Regions from separate parts of the Mus musculus genome. Here region 1 is linked to region 2. The links are chromatin contacts, called in public promoter capture Hi-C maps. All regions are on one chromosome and are shown on one strand. Each heading gives the region's core, a stretch centred on a gene start, on an enhancer-like site or on the middle of the called end of the contact. The rest is flanking DNA. Distances are from core to core; before and after follow the strand shown.

Region 1 (6,686 bases), core at 2,687-5,186, 6.4 Mb after region 2:
ATAAAGTAAAAAATGTAAGATGCAACATATTTTGCCCATTATGAGGGCCAGGGAGTGGAATATGATGGTTTGTATATGCGAGGCCCAGGGAGTGGCACTATTAGAAGGTGTGGCCTTGTTGGAGTAGGTGTGTCACAGTGGGTGTGGGCTTTAAGACCCTCATCCTAGCTGCCTAGAAGTGAGTATTCTGCTAGCAGCCTTCAGATGAAGATGTAGAACTCTCAGCTCCTCCTGCACCAGGCCTGTCTGGATGCTGCCATGTTCCTGCTTTGATGATAATGGACTGAACCTCTAAACATGTAAGGCAGCCCCAATTAAATGTTGTCTTTATAAGAGTTGCCTTGGTCATGGTGTCTGTTCACAGCAGTAAAACCCTAACTAAGACACCCATCATTAATAAAAAGTCTTTCTCTCTTTGCGTTTATTTATTTAGTGTACTGTGTGCATGGGTGTGCATGTGTGTTCTTGTAGAGGTCAGAGGACAGCTTGAAGGAGTTGGTTCTCTCCTTCTGCAAGTCTAGCAGGCCCAGGGAATCAGACTCTGGCCTGGCAGGCTTGGCCATGAGTGCCTTCACTGCTGAGCCATCACAGTGGCTCTGAAGGATTCTTTAATAGTTTTGTTGTTGTTGTTGTTGTTTTGGTTTTTCGAGACAGAGTTTCTCTGTATAGCCCTGGCTGTCCTGGAACTCACTCTGTAGACCAGGCTGGCCTCTAACTCAGAAATCCACCTACCTTTGCCTCCCAAGTACTGGGAATTCTTTATTATTTAAATCAATGATTTGCTATGATAGAATCTGTATATTATGGGAGATAAATTGGAAACTTTTAGCAGACGGTAGAAAAGTTTCATACTTCTTGACCAAACAAGTACATTCCTTAAAACCTGTCAGGATAACAGAAATATGGCCAAAGAGTCCTAAGAATGTGCATGCCGGCCTTGGTGGCTCATACCTTTAACCCCAGCAGCGGCAGGCAGAGCACATGAGATCTCCAAAGCTTAAAGGTCAGACTGGTTTACATATGGAGGTCCAGTCTAGCCAGGTCTAAATAGGGAGATTCCATCACAAACACAGACACGAAGAGGCAAGGGTGGTGGTGCAGGTCTGTGGTCCCTAGCACTTGGGTTAGGAGCAGCCTTGTCTCAAAACAACAATAAAACCAGAATAATAACAGTAACAGTATTTATACTGAAAATTTAAATATAAACTCTCCCATAACAAGATAAATAGTGTCAAAATCAAAAGATGGAAAATAATTTCAAAATGTCTTTGATGACATCAGGAAGTGATATTGAGTAACTGAGTTCAACTTATTAAAGTAAACATTGACAAGGCTGTGGAGAAATTAGAATCCATGCACACTTCTGGTGTTGCATTCAGCTCTAGCCCATGCTTTAACATACAAAAAAAAAAAAAAAAAAGGAGAGAGGAGGGCAGGGACTGCTTGGGAAGACGGAAACTTATCAGGAGTGTAACAAAGAACTCACGGGATCAAAACAAAACAAAGGATAAGAACGTTAATAAAACCCAGTATTTATAGTTCATATATGCTAATAAAACCTTTTACAAATGTTGCCGCTGGGAAGTAGCTTGGCCATTCCTAAGGAATTAAATATGCTATGTTACAATCCAATTCCTAGATACATTCCTAAAAAAAAAAAAGAAAGAAAAGAAAAGAAAGAGAACGAGACTGGAAGCCGGTTAACAAGTAGTTGCCAGAGAAAGAAGGAAAGCGAAGCTGGGAGCGATTACTTGAAAGGCAATGAATGTTCTTCCTAGTGACTTAAAAGTTTTGATGGGATGTGCTGGTGCATGCTCTGATCTCAGAATTCTGGATGCAGAAACAGGCGAATCTCTTCGAGTTGGAGAAAAAATTGGTCCCGGGCTCCAGCCTGAACATTAAAAACAAACAAGCCCTCTAATAGAGAGGTGACATTTGTACAACATTGTGATTGTACTACAGGTCACTAAAACGCTCACTTGGACTTTCCCTGATCAGTGTAGGTGGAAGACCCCTTTGGGAATACTTGGTGCTGTAGACTTGAGAAACAAAGGGATAAGTATGTTATATGAACCTCAAATTTTAAAGGCTTCACAAAAATAAAACAAGGGAGAGACAGATAGTGGGGTAGGGGGTTGTAATGAGGAAAAGAAGGAGAGGAGGAGAAAGAGAGAAATATGAACTGCTTCAAATGCTAAGGGCATGCCTTGAGAACTATAGGCAGATGAGTTTTGGTCACGGTAGCAACACGCTCCCCCCCGCCCCCCCCATCAGAATGAAATCTAAGTAAGATTTCAAACCACCTCTCTACCTAGCTGGGTGTTTCAGAACTGCGACTGGGGGAGGGTTCCTGGACCCAACCACTCCGCCAGTCAGAGCAGACTGCACAGAGGACCTGGGCGTTGAGTTTGTTCCTTTGTTTAAAAAAATGGGTGAGCTTTCTGTGAGCCAATAGAGGGCTGGCCCTGTGAGGAAGAGCAACAAATACGTGAGCCAGATAAGGGGTCAACCCATCACGGCAGAGAAGACACTTGGTTGGCAGTGAAGCCCAGGTGGGGCGGAAACCTTTCCCAGACCTCGACCATAAAAGCGAGGTTATAAGCGACTAGGGCAGGACCTGGGACTGCACCCAGCCAGTGGGCTCGGAGAGTAGGAGTCCGGGCCGCCGCTGCATCCCAGCGTCCAGGGCATAGGGGTCCCTCGCTCCCGTGGCTCGGTCTTCCCTTCTGGCCTGGGTCTCGGTGAATGGACCCCGACACTTCAGCTGACGGAGCGAATGTCTTTCGCATCATCAGAACAACATGCTTTATATACTTTCATCACGCCGAAAACCAAAGGAAACCTGGAGCAGAAGCAGCATTCGTAGTCCCAAACACCGAAACTAATGTCTGCTTAGCGAGAGGAAGGCCGCCCCAGCTTTAGCCTCAATCCGGCTCACGGCGAGCTCCTGCCGCAGGGTGCGAGCCTGCAAGCCCGCCTTTCTTCTGGCCCGGGATCCTTTAGTTTACGCAGAAACACATTAGGGAAAAAAAAAAAATCTTGGTAAGCATTAGAGGGAAAACTGCAGCAGCCCGACGCAGCGGGGCCTTCGATAGCTCAGTTGGTAGAGCGGAGGACTGTAGTCAGTACAATATGGTAATCCTTAGGTCGCTGGTTCGATTCCGGCTCGAAGGACTTCGTGCACTACTTTTAGTTTACCTACACCCTAGGTCAATTGCTCCGTGGGGGAAACGCTTACTTGAGGATAGGCAGTGTATTTTCCTGGCTACGTTGAAAACCCCTTGAGTACATATAGCAGTTAAGTAGTCGAAGTACAACGTACCTTGTTCGCATATTAGGTGTTAAAGCTATAGTGACATGTACTTCAAGAAAAGTCCTTATTGCTTATGTATGTATTACATGGCTCTGTTTCAAAATCTTGCTGAGGGCTCCATCCTACTTTATATTGTGAACTACATTAGAAAACTGAGTCTCAGGAAACCTTGTAAAGGTTACAGGAAGGTACAGCACTACAGCTGGGGGATTAGCTCAAATGGTAGAGCGCTCGCTTAGCATGCGAGAGGTAGCGGGATCGATGCCCGCATCCTCCACTTCCTTTTACACACCATCAGGCTCATGATCTGTTGTGTCCACGTTTCGTTACACAGTAGAGCTAGGAGCACGGTAAACAAAGATCGGCTTCACATGCTATTTTCTTATTCACAGGTAAGTCTTTTCCTGTTTCCTGCTCACTGCTCTGTCTTTCCCGCCTCGGGGAGGCGGGCCGTTAACCGCCTACAGAGAAGACGCCTAGTGAGCCGCACACGGCGGTGGCCCGCGGAAGCCCCCAAACGGCCCCCTCACAGGTACCTGCCAACGTGCACGGAACCCTGCGTGGCGACCAATGGCAGTGCGCTTTACTGGGCGGGTAGCCAGCTGCAGCTGCGGCCAATAGGCAAGAGACTTCTTGTTTCCTGGCAGAGTGGGGTCCCGGCACCGCGGCTCTCTGGTTTTGTGTGGGTCCCGGGTGGAGGGCCCGGGTGCCGGGGCCCGAGGTGCCGCCTCGCTAGCGGGAGAGGGAGCGGGAGCAGCGGCCCGGAGAGAGGTGAGGGGCTTCGCGTGGACTGCGGCCCCGCCGGCAGGCCCCGCCCCCTTCTCAGCCCGCTCTGCCGGAGCCCCCGTCGAATGCCACCCCGCCCCCCGGCCTGCCGCGGCCGGCCCGCCGACCCCGCCTTTGGTTGACTCCCTCTGCTCCTGTGGCCTCACCTCTGACCCCTAGGACCCGCCTTCCTGTCCGCCAGTGTACCTGTCTCGACCCCTCCCACGCTTCCAAACCCCACCCTGCCCTGGACAAGCCAGGCAGCGCGAGGGTCCTCGCGAATCGAGGAGCTGCCTGCTGCTTCCAAGCGGGACTCTACTGGCCCAGCCTTCCTAGGGGTGCTTAGGACGCCCGTTACCCACACCTTCGAGGGTAGCTTTTGCACGGGCTCGTGTCTACAGGGCGGGAGGATGGAAACAGACCCTAATTGGAACTGAGGTTCAGGGCAGGTGAGCAAGTGGCTTTGGCCGGGCATAGGCTACGTTTTCATAATAGGCGTAGTAGAGGAAGGGGGTGGTAGCAACGCTCTTCAAGGTCTCCGAGAAACGAGTATAATTACAGTCGGTGCTTGTGAAGACAAAAGAGGTAAAGAAAGGAAGCTACCATTTACACTTAGAAACTTGGTTCTTCTTGCTCCGGGCTGTCCAGTACAAAGCCAATATAGGAAATTTTAATATGGCCTCTCCCTCATAGAGTCAGTGGCAACCACCCGACCTCGAGTCTCTGCCTCTTAGGTTGTTAAAAAGCTTGAGAATCTAGCGTTTTCCAACTCAACTAAGGAAGCTAGTGAGCATTCGATTGGGGAACGGTGGTGATGTAGTAAAATAGGGTGTTTTTAGGTCGCTCATACTCCTTGGGTGTCCAGGGACAGAGTTGTGCTTTCTCTTGATCTTACTGAAAGGCTACTTCCAGGTTTTCTATGAATAAGAGCGTTTTGCTTCATAGAGTAGAAAAGACATTTCTCATTTATCCAGACATACCAAACACATTGTTTCATTTTCTGCCCTTCCTCCCTATCCCAACTTTGATTTTTTTTCCCCCCAGCTCTCAGGGCCTGTGTGGGGCAAGAGGATGCTTTCCCAGCCCCACCATGGAGCTGCGCTGTGGGGGATTGCTGTTCAGTTCTCGCTTTGATTCAGGGAACCTAGCCCATGTGGAAAAGGTGGAGACTGTGTCTAGTGATGGGGAAGGCGTAGGAGGGGTGGCAACAGCCCCCGCTAGTGGGTCTGCTGCTTCCCCTGACTACGAGTTCAACGTGTGGACCCGGCCTGACTGTGCTGAAACGGAATATGAAAATGGCAACAGGTATGAGGACTGCAGGGGGTGGGAAGGCCGAGTGCTTGGATGCATCCTATAGTCAGGCATTGACTTTGAGCACCAGCACAGTATCTCTTGTAAACCCTCCCCCCTTCCCTCCTTACCAGATAGCCCTTTGCTGTTTGGACTTGATTTGATTCAGCTTTCCCCACATCCTCTCCCTGGCCCTCCCACAGCCAACAGCTGGTCTCTCTTTTGGCTCTCAGGTCATGGTTCTACTTCAGTGTCCGGGGAGGGACTCCAGGAAAGCTTATCAAGATCAACATTATGAACATGAACAAGCAAAGCAAACTGTATTCCCAGGGCATGGCCCCCTTTGTGCGCACACTGCCTTCCCGGCCACGCTGGGAACGCATTAGAGAGCGGCCCACCTTTGAGGTAAGTTCTCCAGTAGGAGGGAAGACTGGGTGTTGGTAGAGGAAACACATTTTTGAGAGAGAGGACCAGGCAGCTTTTAGTATCTTCTTTCTTCCACCCCTAGCTGGGGTCCAAGCTGAGCCCCTGCTTCAGCAAGCCTGAAGAAGCTGGTTCTCATGTGGAGAGTGTCAGAGGGAGGGAGTTGGTAAAGGTGAGAGAGGCATGAGGTCAGTTCCCAGCATCCCCACAGGAGGAGCTCAGTGCTGACACAGATGACATGTTTGCCCCCTCTTCCTCCTCTGCTCCCCAGATGACAGAGACACAGTTTGTGCTATCCTTTGTTCACCGTTTCGTAGAGGGCCGGGGAGCCACCACCTTCTTCGCCTTCTGCTACCCCTTCTCCTACAGTGACTGCCAGGATCTGCTGAGCCAGCTAGACCAGCGCTTTTCAGAGAATTACTCTACCCATAGCAGGTGCTAACCCCATTCTTCCCCCTACTATACTGTGGATTCTGTAGTACCTCTGCTGCTCCCAGCATTTGTTCTAAGAGCTCTTAGCCAAAACGTCACCAGTCTTGTCCACGTGTAGACAAAGGTGTTCCTTTGCCACCATAATCACCTGCCCAACGCATGCTCCTCCAGTTCTCTTGAGCTATCCTGAGTATAGCCAGCACTGTGGCTGCTCAGCATGTCTTCTTCATCTTCCTCTACGGAGGGCAACTCTCTATGTACACAGATTAATCTATCCTGATGTACCACAAATTAGGAAAGCAAACAAAAAACTTACTCTTAAATAATAGAGCTGGAGGAGTGACAGCAAGACAGCTCAGTGCATACAGAAGGGAGCTTGCTGCCAACCTGATGATAGGAAAAGCTTCAGTCCTGTGTCTGCACCTAGCAGTGCGAGCCCACACATACCCTTAGCCTCACCAGT
Region 2 (6,460 bases), core at 116-2,615:
CCACACCTTCCAATACCCTCCTCACCAAGTAACACTGCAAGGTGGAGACACACATGGATGGTGTGAACGTCAAAGGAGGGGCAGTTTCGGATGATGAGCTGACTCAAGTCCTGCAGTGTGGCCTGCTCCACAGGAGAGGGCCTAGGCTGAGACACCAAGAGCTGGCCCAGACGCCGGAGTGCCACAGGGTAGTGATGAGCTCGCACCTTGGTGGGGTTCTGGCTCAGCCATCGCAGTAGCTCCCCAGGGCTCCGTGCCTGTTCCAGAAGCCGTTGAAGGCCTTGCACAGGGCCTCCTCCAAAAGGCCGGTCCCCGGACTTGCTGGGTCCCAAACAACAGGGCTGTACTGGTGGGATGAGCAGCAAACCAGACAGCCGAGCAGGGGAAGTCTGGGCAGAGAGCAGGATTCGAAGCATGGAGCTGGGTGGTGGAGACCCTGAGGGGGTGGCCCAGAAAACCAGGTGAGGTTTCCTCCAAGGGGAAAAATATGCTATCTAGTCCTTACCTGACTCCCCATCCAAAGGGCCTGAAGTTTAAAAAAAAAAAAAATCCCGTGTGATTGCCCTGGTATTCTTACCCAGTCTGCCCCTCTTCTCCCATTCCTTGACACAGAAACCCTAATTCTTTAAGTGTGCTCAGTGCAATTCTATTCACATTTCACATGCATATCGCCTTCGATGCTCCGTGCAAGCTGATGAGGAGTCTCAGGGCTGTTACCTCATTTCTCAGGCGGAGAAACAGGCCCAGAGCGGCGGAGAGGTTAAGCCTGAGGTCATTCACAGGGCTAGTGGTCGCACCCAGCCTGGGAGCCCCGGTGGTCCGGGCGATGAGCCCTGAAGACCACCTCCCCGTCCCGCAGGAGGCGGCGGCGGCGGGGTGGGTGGAACGCAGGCTCAGTAGCGGGCCGGTGCTGGGTCCCATGCTGGGCGCTCCCACTTACCAGCTGCGTGACCTTGAACTAATGTCTTCGCCTCTCTGCCTAAGCCTCCTCACTAGTGAAATGAGAACACAGCGCAAGCTCGCGGGGCGCGCGCCGAGCCCGAGTGAGCTATCTGCCAAGGCGCGGAGCTGATGCTGTCCGCGGGAGGGGCCCCCACACCCTGTCCCGGCCCCAAGAGGCGAGCAGCCCGTGGTCACCACCACTAACACCAGCTCCCGCCGCCCTCCCGAGGTCCGCCCCTCAGGCGCCACCCTACATGACTCCCCGGGCCCCGCGTAGGTCACTCTCTCAGCTGGTCTTGGGGCCCGGGAGCCGGGCTCCCCCCGCGGCCTCCTCATCAGCGGGCCACCGAGTCCGCCATCTTCCCAGCAGCCCCCGGATCGCCCCCAGACGCCAATCGCAGTCCAGCGCCAGGGCGGCGGAGACGTGGCTCCCAGCAGGCGCTGCGAGCAGAGGAGCCGCGAGCCCCGCCCTCCGCTTCCGGGAAATGCGCACGTCGCGGGGGCGGGGCCACAGAGCTTGCGCTGAAAGGTGCCGGGAGTGGCGGTCCTCTGTCCAGCCCTGGGGTAGCTTGAGCACTCAGGACCTAGGGCAGGTTCCATTCTCGTAGAACAAGGGCTCCCCACCCTCAAGCAACACACAGACACACTGGGTAGGAAAACGTCACAGTTTCTTTAATCTGCACAAATTCCAGAAAACAACTCTGCCCCTCTCGATTCCCCTTCACCAGTCTCCCAGTCCACCAGTTTCCAATTCAGCCTAGGCAGCTCTTTGAAACTAGAAGTATCTAGATCCTCTGTCAGCACACTAAGATGGGCCCATTGGGGTGCCCTGGCGGCCAAGGCAGCGACAGCAAGTGCCTGATCCAGAAGAGCCCACTGCCAGCGAAGGCTGAGGTCCAGCAGCCCCAGGAGATGGCCTAGAGCTATGAAGATCACACGGAGCGGCCTCCGCTAACACCCGAAGTCCTCTGCGGCGCAAAGCTGGGCTCCAGGGTAGTGGGAAAAGACAGGCAGCGGGTGAAGTGGGCCTGGGCAGACAGCAGCTCCCTTTGCGCCTTGGGGAATGAGGTCCAGAGGGGCTGGCTACACTGCCAAAAGCCCGTGGAGGCACTACGGCCGATACATGGCAAAGGCCAGGAGACTGAGGAGCAGGGTGAAGCCGGCCAGACCCAGGGTAGCGGTCAGGGGAAAGAAGGGCCGGTACTGGATCTGGCAGTACCAGAGCAGGAGCAGCAGCAGAAGCAGCAGGGGCAACAGAAGGCTGCCGATTTCCAGCCCGGAGGGGCCGGGCTCTGACCCCGGTGGGCAGGGAGGATGTGGGGGACCGACTCTCGTGGACACGTGGCAGTGGAGAACGCAGTTGGGGGGCAGGTGGAGACTGCCTAGTGTCTGAGTGTCGTCTCCTAGCAGTTGACCTTGGTAGATGAGCCGAACCTGCTGTTCCTGGCCTGGAAACTGGGTCCTGAGGAGAGAGGGACCTGGGTAAGAGAGCAGGCCTCAGGCAGTCCTGGCCCATTGTTCAGAGGACCAATCCCAATTTTCACCACCCCTACACCTGACCACCCAGATCCTGGCCTCTGGGGGACAGATTAACAGGAATGGTGTATAATGTGAGGAGACAGATTTTTCAAACAGAAAATAAGGGAGAGCTTCATAGGGTGACCCTTCTATAGACACCCACCCCATTTTTAGCATTTTGTTCTTACCCTCTTCCCAGCTTACCTTTTTAAGGAGCCAATGGTGTCCTGAGGCCAGGCCCTGGCTACCTGCTCAGAGTCATTGAGAAATTTCAACCGTAGAAGTAGGGGTTCCTGCGGAGAGTCTGGAGGTGTTGATGCTGTGACCCCTGTGTCAGGCTCTGGCTGTGCAGATGGACCTCTGTGTCTCAGGCTGGGACTCTCAGCCCCTGGGGCCTCCTCTCTGATGCTGTCAGAGGCTGACATGGCTTCACTGGGCTGTGCTGGTGTTGTGGTCCCCGGCGGCTGTGGTTGGGGGTCTGTACTCTCAGTGGTATGTGTTGAGACCCAGGCGAGGGCCAGCACCAGAAGGCAAGCAAGCACCGCAAAAAGGACAGTCACCTCATCGCCTACGCCTTCAATCAAGGCCATGGCACCCGTGCTGCTGCCAGAGGTGCTAAGGAGCTAGAGAGGTGCAAAGAACTGGTGAGGGGCTACTTCCTGGTCAGAAGTCATTCCAACTTCAACTGTCCTAGTTATTGTGTGTGCTTGCGCACCCAGGATGCAGCATCCTGTAGTCCCAAACTTGGCTTTTGGGTAACGTCCCTTCCCATCACCAGATTCCAAGTGCTAGCTTTGCTATCTGAGTTCTAGATCTTCATTCAGCACCCGATTCACCGAAACCTTACGTTCAAGAAAGGGCCTTGCTTTTCTAAGCAACCCTCTCCTTAAATGTAACCTTCATCAAACTTTACCCAGAAGCTTACCTATTCTTTGGTTCACTTCATCCCAAAGTTCACTCCTTCACCTATTTATAGCAAAGCTCATCTGATGCCCTGTCGCTTAAGTTTCTCTGATAAAAGTGTCTCTCTAGCCCCCTGCCCTCCCCCTTACCATTTACCCAAACCCCACCCACAACAAAGACCACTTCCCAAAGCTTCCTAGACAACCCCAAATGTCAAACTCCACCCTTGGCCAATCTGGAGTCTTGGGAGTTGTCTACTCAGCTCGGCACCTTCTCGGGTCCACCCAAAGCCCACCCCGCAGCAGTCTCCCAGCGCCTCCTGGGCTCCAAACCCAGAGGTCTCCAGACCCTTGATCCCTCGGGGAGAACCTAGACCTAGCCCTCCCCACGACTACTCCATCACTCCTCCCATCTGCCCGCCCCCCAGAGCTACTGGAGGGCACCAGCTATCTCGGGGCGGGGCAAGCAGGTCCCAGCTGTGGCCTGGGGCGACCCGGTGGGCGCGGCCACGCACAGCGACTCACCGCCCAGCTCCACCAGCTCCATCTCGGCTCCTCGGGCACTTCCGGGCCGAAGGCACCGAGGTCGCAGACACCTGAGGTCCCTCTCCTTCCCTGCTGCCGCGGCCCGGGAGCATTGTGGGGATTGTAGTTCGCCCTGTTTAGTTCCCGCCCTCCTCCCTGTGAACCCACGTGCCGGGCTGGACCAGATGTTGCCGGTACCCTTGGATCGTCGATGGGCCCACGGGAAGGACCCTGGGGTTTCTGCTTGTCCACAGAGATTTGGTCAGCAGCAAGAAACTCTATCTCCGCTGCCAGCTGCTGGAGCATCTGTCACTCCTGACACCAACGTCATCCTGCAGCATGTCAGAGCACCCGCGTTGGTGATGCAGTGATGAAGGCTCTGGGAAGCGCAGGTGGCCACTACCCAGCCAAGCCTGTGTCATTGTGGACGCCAAAAAGCAGCTTGGTTTTCTAAATTGACTCTGTTGCTGAGAAGGTGTAGGTTGTCTGCCCCACTTGCTAGGGAGAGTGCCTGACGCCAGCTGTCTCCTGGCCTCTGCTGCACTGTGTCCCTATGAGATTGTAAAGATGGCATAGACTTTGGAACTGAGTGTACATCCTGCGGTCTCATGTAGACACTCATCAGCTATATAATCTCTGGTGGGTTATTTAATCTCTGAACAAGTATAATTCTTCTAGGTCAGTTGGAAAGAAGAAACTCGTTTTATTAAATAAGTATGACAGCTCTGTAAAATTTATGTATTTTTTTGTATTTTGCTCGCCTAGTATTAATGCATTGGCTTCACCAAAACGTAAACTGAGAAACTGGCTAAGTATGGTGACATAGCCCTGTAATCCCAGCACTGGGAGTTTGAGGTAGGACAATTAGGAGGTTGAGAACTTTGGTCACCTAGAAAGACCCTGTTTTATTCTCCCACCCCTAAAAAAGTATTTCCACATAAAGGATATAACGATGGATCTGTGACAGCCAATCTCTGTAGATTTTTTCTTATTCCTTTGACTCCAATATCTGCAGAAATCTTGAATCCCAGATTTTACAGACCAGTTTTGACTTGGGAGTTTGCACATGCATGTGTGTCTGTGTGACTTGTCTCTGTTCTCTTATGCTAAGGGTACAGGCAGAGGCTCCCAAGCCTGGTTTCTGACATGAATACTGAGGAGTCAAATGGAGGCCCGTATGCTTGCAGAACAAGTCCCTAATTAGTTTTTTAAAAACAAGGGTTTGTATATCATATTTGTATGGGTGTTTGCCTGAGTATATTTAAGTACACCACACTCAAGCCTTGCGTCTCTGGAGGTCAGAGGAAGTACTAGAGTAATAGGCAGTTTTTTGGAGCCATGTAGGTGTTAGGAACCGAATTAGGGTCCTCTGCAAGAGCAGCAACAGGTGCAGCAAATGTTCTTAACTCCTGAGCCATGTCTCTAGCCCCATCCAGTCCAGTCTTAATTAAAGATAACCTACTCTGCTCTTCTATGGATGGGACCTCTGTTTAACTACTTCAGTTTTCAGATTAAGACCAGATCAAATATTGCCTTGGGCACATTAGTTTGGATTTATAAAGTAAGGAATTAACTTCTGTCTAGTTTCTTCATATTTCTTCATTTATGCTATATTTGAGTATATATGTTTTATATGCTAGGTATTGTGCAAGATACTGGGCATATAATGCTTTCTCTCCTTGCCCTCACTGATACATACTAATAGAGGAACAGATATGCAGATAGACAATCAATGAATGTTAAGGTAGGCATGTGCTGGTGGCTGGGGCAGCACTTTGGAGTGTTTCCCTCCCTCTCAAGTTCTGGGGAACTTCTTGCTGCCAATTCTAAGAATCTAACAGAGATGCTATAGGTTTGTTGGTTTGTATTTTTATTTTTCAAGACAGGGTTTCTATATGTAGCCCTGACCTGGAACTCTTGATGTAGAGCAGGCTGGCCTTGAACTCACAGAGATCTTCTGCCTCTGCTTCCTGAGTGCTGGGATTGAAACCATGCACCTCCACCACCTGGCCAGAGTATTAATATTAGTTTTAGAATTGTAAAGTAGAACTATACTTTTTTTTTTATGAGAAAAGCTATATTTTTGTTGAACTACTTCAGTTTTCAGATTAAGACCAGAAATTTTACAAGACATTCCTAACATCATACAGATAGAAGCTCGCATCACTCAATAGTTGGGAGTTGATTGGTTTGTGCCTGATCCTTTGGAAACTAAGAGAAATATGGGAAGGTGTGTAAAAAGTAAAATACTAGGAAATTTTATTTTGGGGAAAAGTCCAAGTTGCCCTTTGAAGTGGAAATGAGTGTAAAAAAAGATGACATGTGGGCTGGAAAGATGGCTCATCGGTTAAGAGCAGTGGCTGTTCTTTCAGAGGACTTAGGCTCACTTCTCATTATACCACACGGCAACTCAAGAGTCTCTATAACTCCGGTCCCAGAGGATACTGACCTTCACAGGCAGCAGGTACTTGTCTGTACATAATACATATATGTACACACACAGGGGATACACCATACACATATAGAGCTATGTGTAGAGCATTTGCCCAGGAGGGTTAGTAAGGCTCAGCAGA

The links. Promoter capture Hi-C pulls out the DNA fragments that hold promoters and counts their contacts.
Region 1: a promoter capture Hi-C map of liver shows a contact between it and region 2, with 3 times the contacts expected there. The contact joins the promoter of Agbl5 here to the promoter of Fastk in region 2. A contact is called at or near these places in 3 of 39 promoter capture datasets (cranial neural crest, frontonasal cranial neural crest and liver).

What each region holds. Positions count from the first base shown.
Region 1 is chr5:30,884,998-30,891,683 of GRCm38.p6, forward strand. It overlaps Agbl5 (ATP/GTP binding protein-like 5), which reads left to right and starts at 3,937. Exons shown (of 16, transcript NM_001374737.1): 1 at 3,937-4,527; 2 at 5,123-5,383; 3 at 5,602-5,773; 4 at 6,063-6,226. The coding sequence starts at 5,169. It overlaps Gm35795 (a long non-coding RNA gene), which reads right to left and starts at 3,958. Exons shown (of 2, transcript XR_376844.2): 1 at 3,850-3,958; 2 at 1,168-2,997. It overlaps n-TYgta9 (a tRNA gene), which reads left to right and starts at 3,086; the gene lies at 3,086-3,174. n-TAagc15 (a tRNA gene) reads left to right here and starts at 3,518; the gene lies at 3,518-3,590.
Region 2 is chr5:24,443,870-24,450,329 of GRCm38.p6, forward strand. It overlaps Fastk (Fas-activated serine/threonine kinase), which reads right to left and starts at 1,366. Exons shown (of 10, transcript NM_023229.2): 1 at 1,197-1,366; 2 at 26-436. The coding sequence starts at 1,278. Tmub1 (transmembrane and ubiquitin-like domain containing 1) reads right to left here and starts at 3,977. Exons shown (of 3, transcript NM_022418.3): 1 at 3,888-3,977; 2 at 2,665-3,083; 3 at 1,594-2,404. The coding sequence starts at 3,050. The coding sequence ends at 2,053.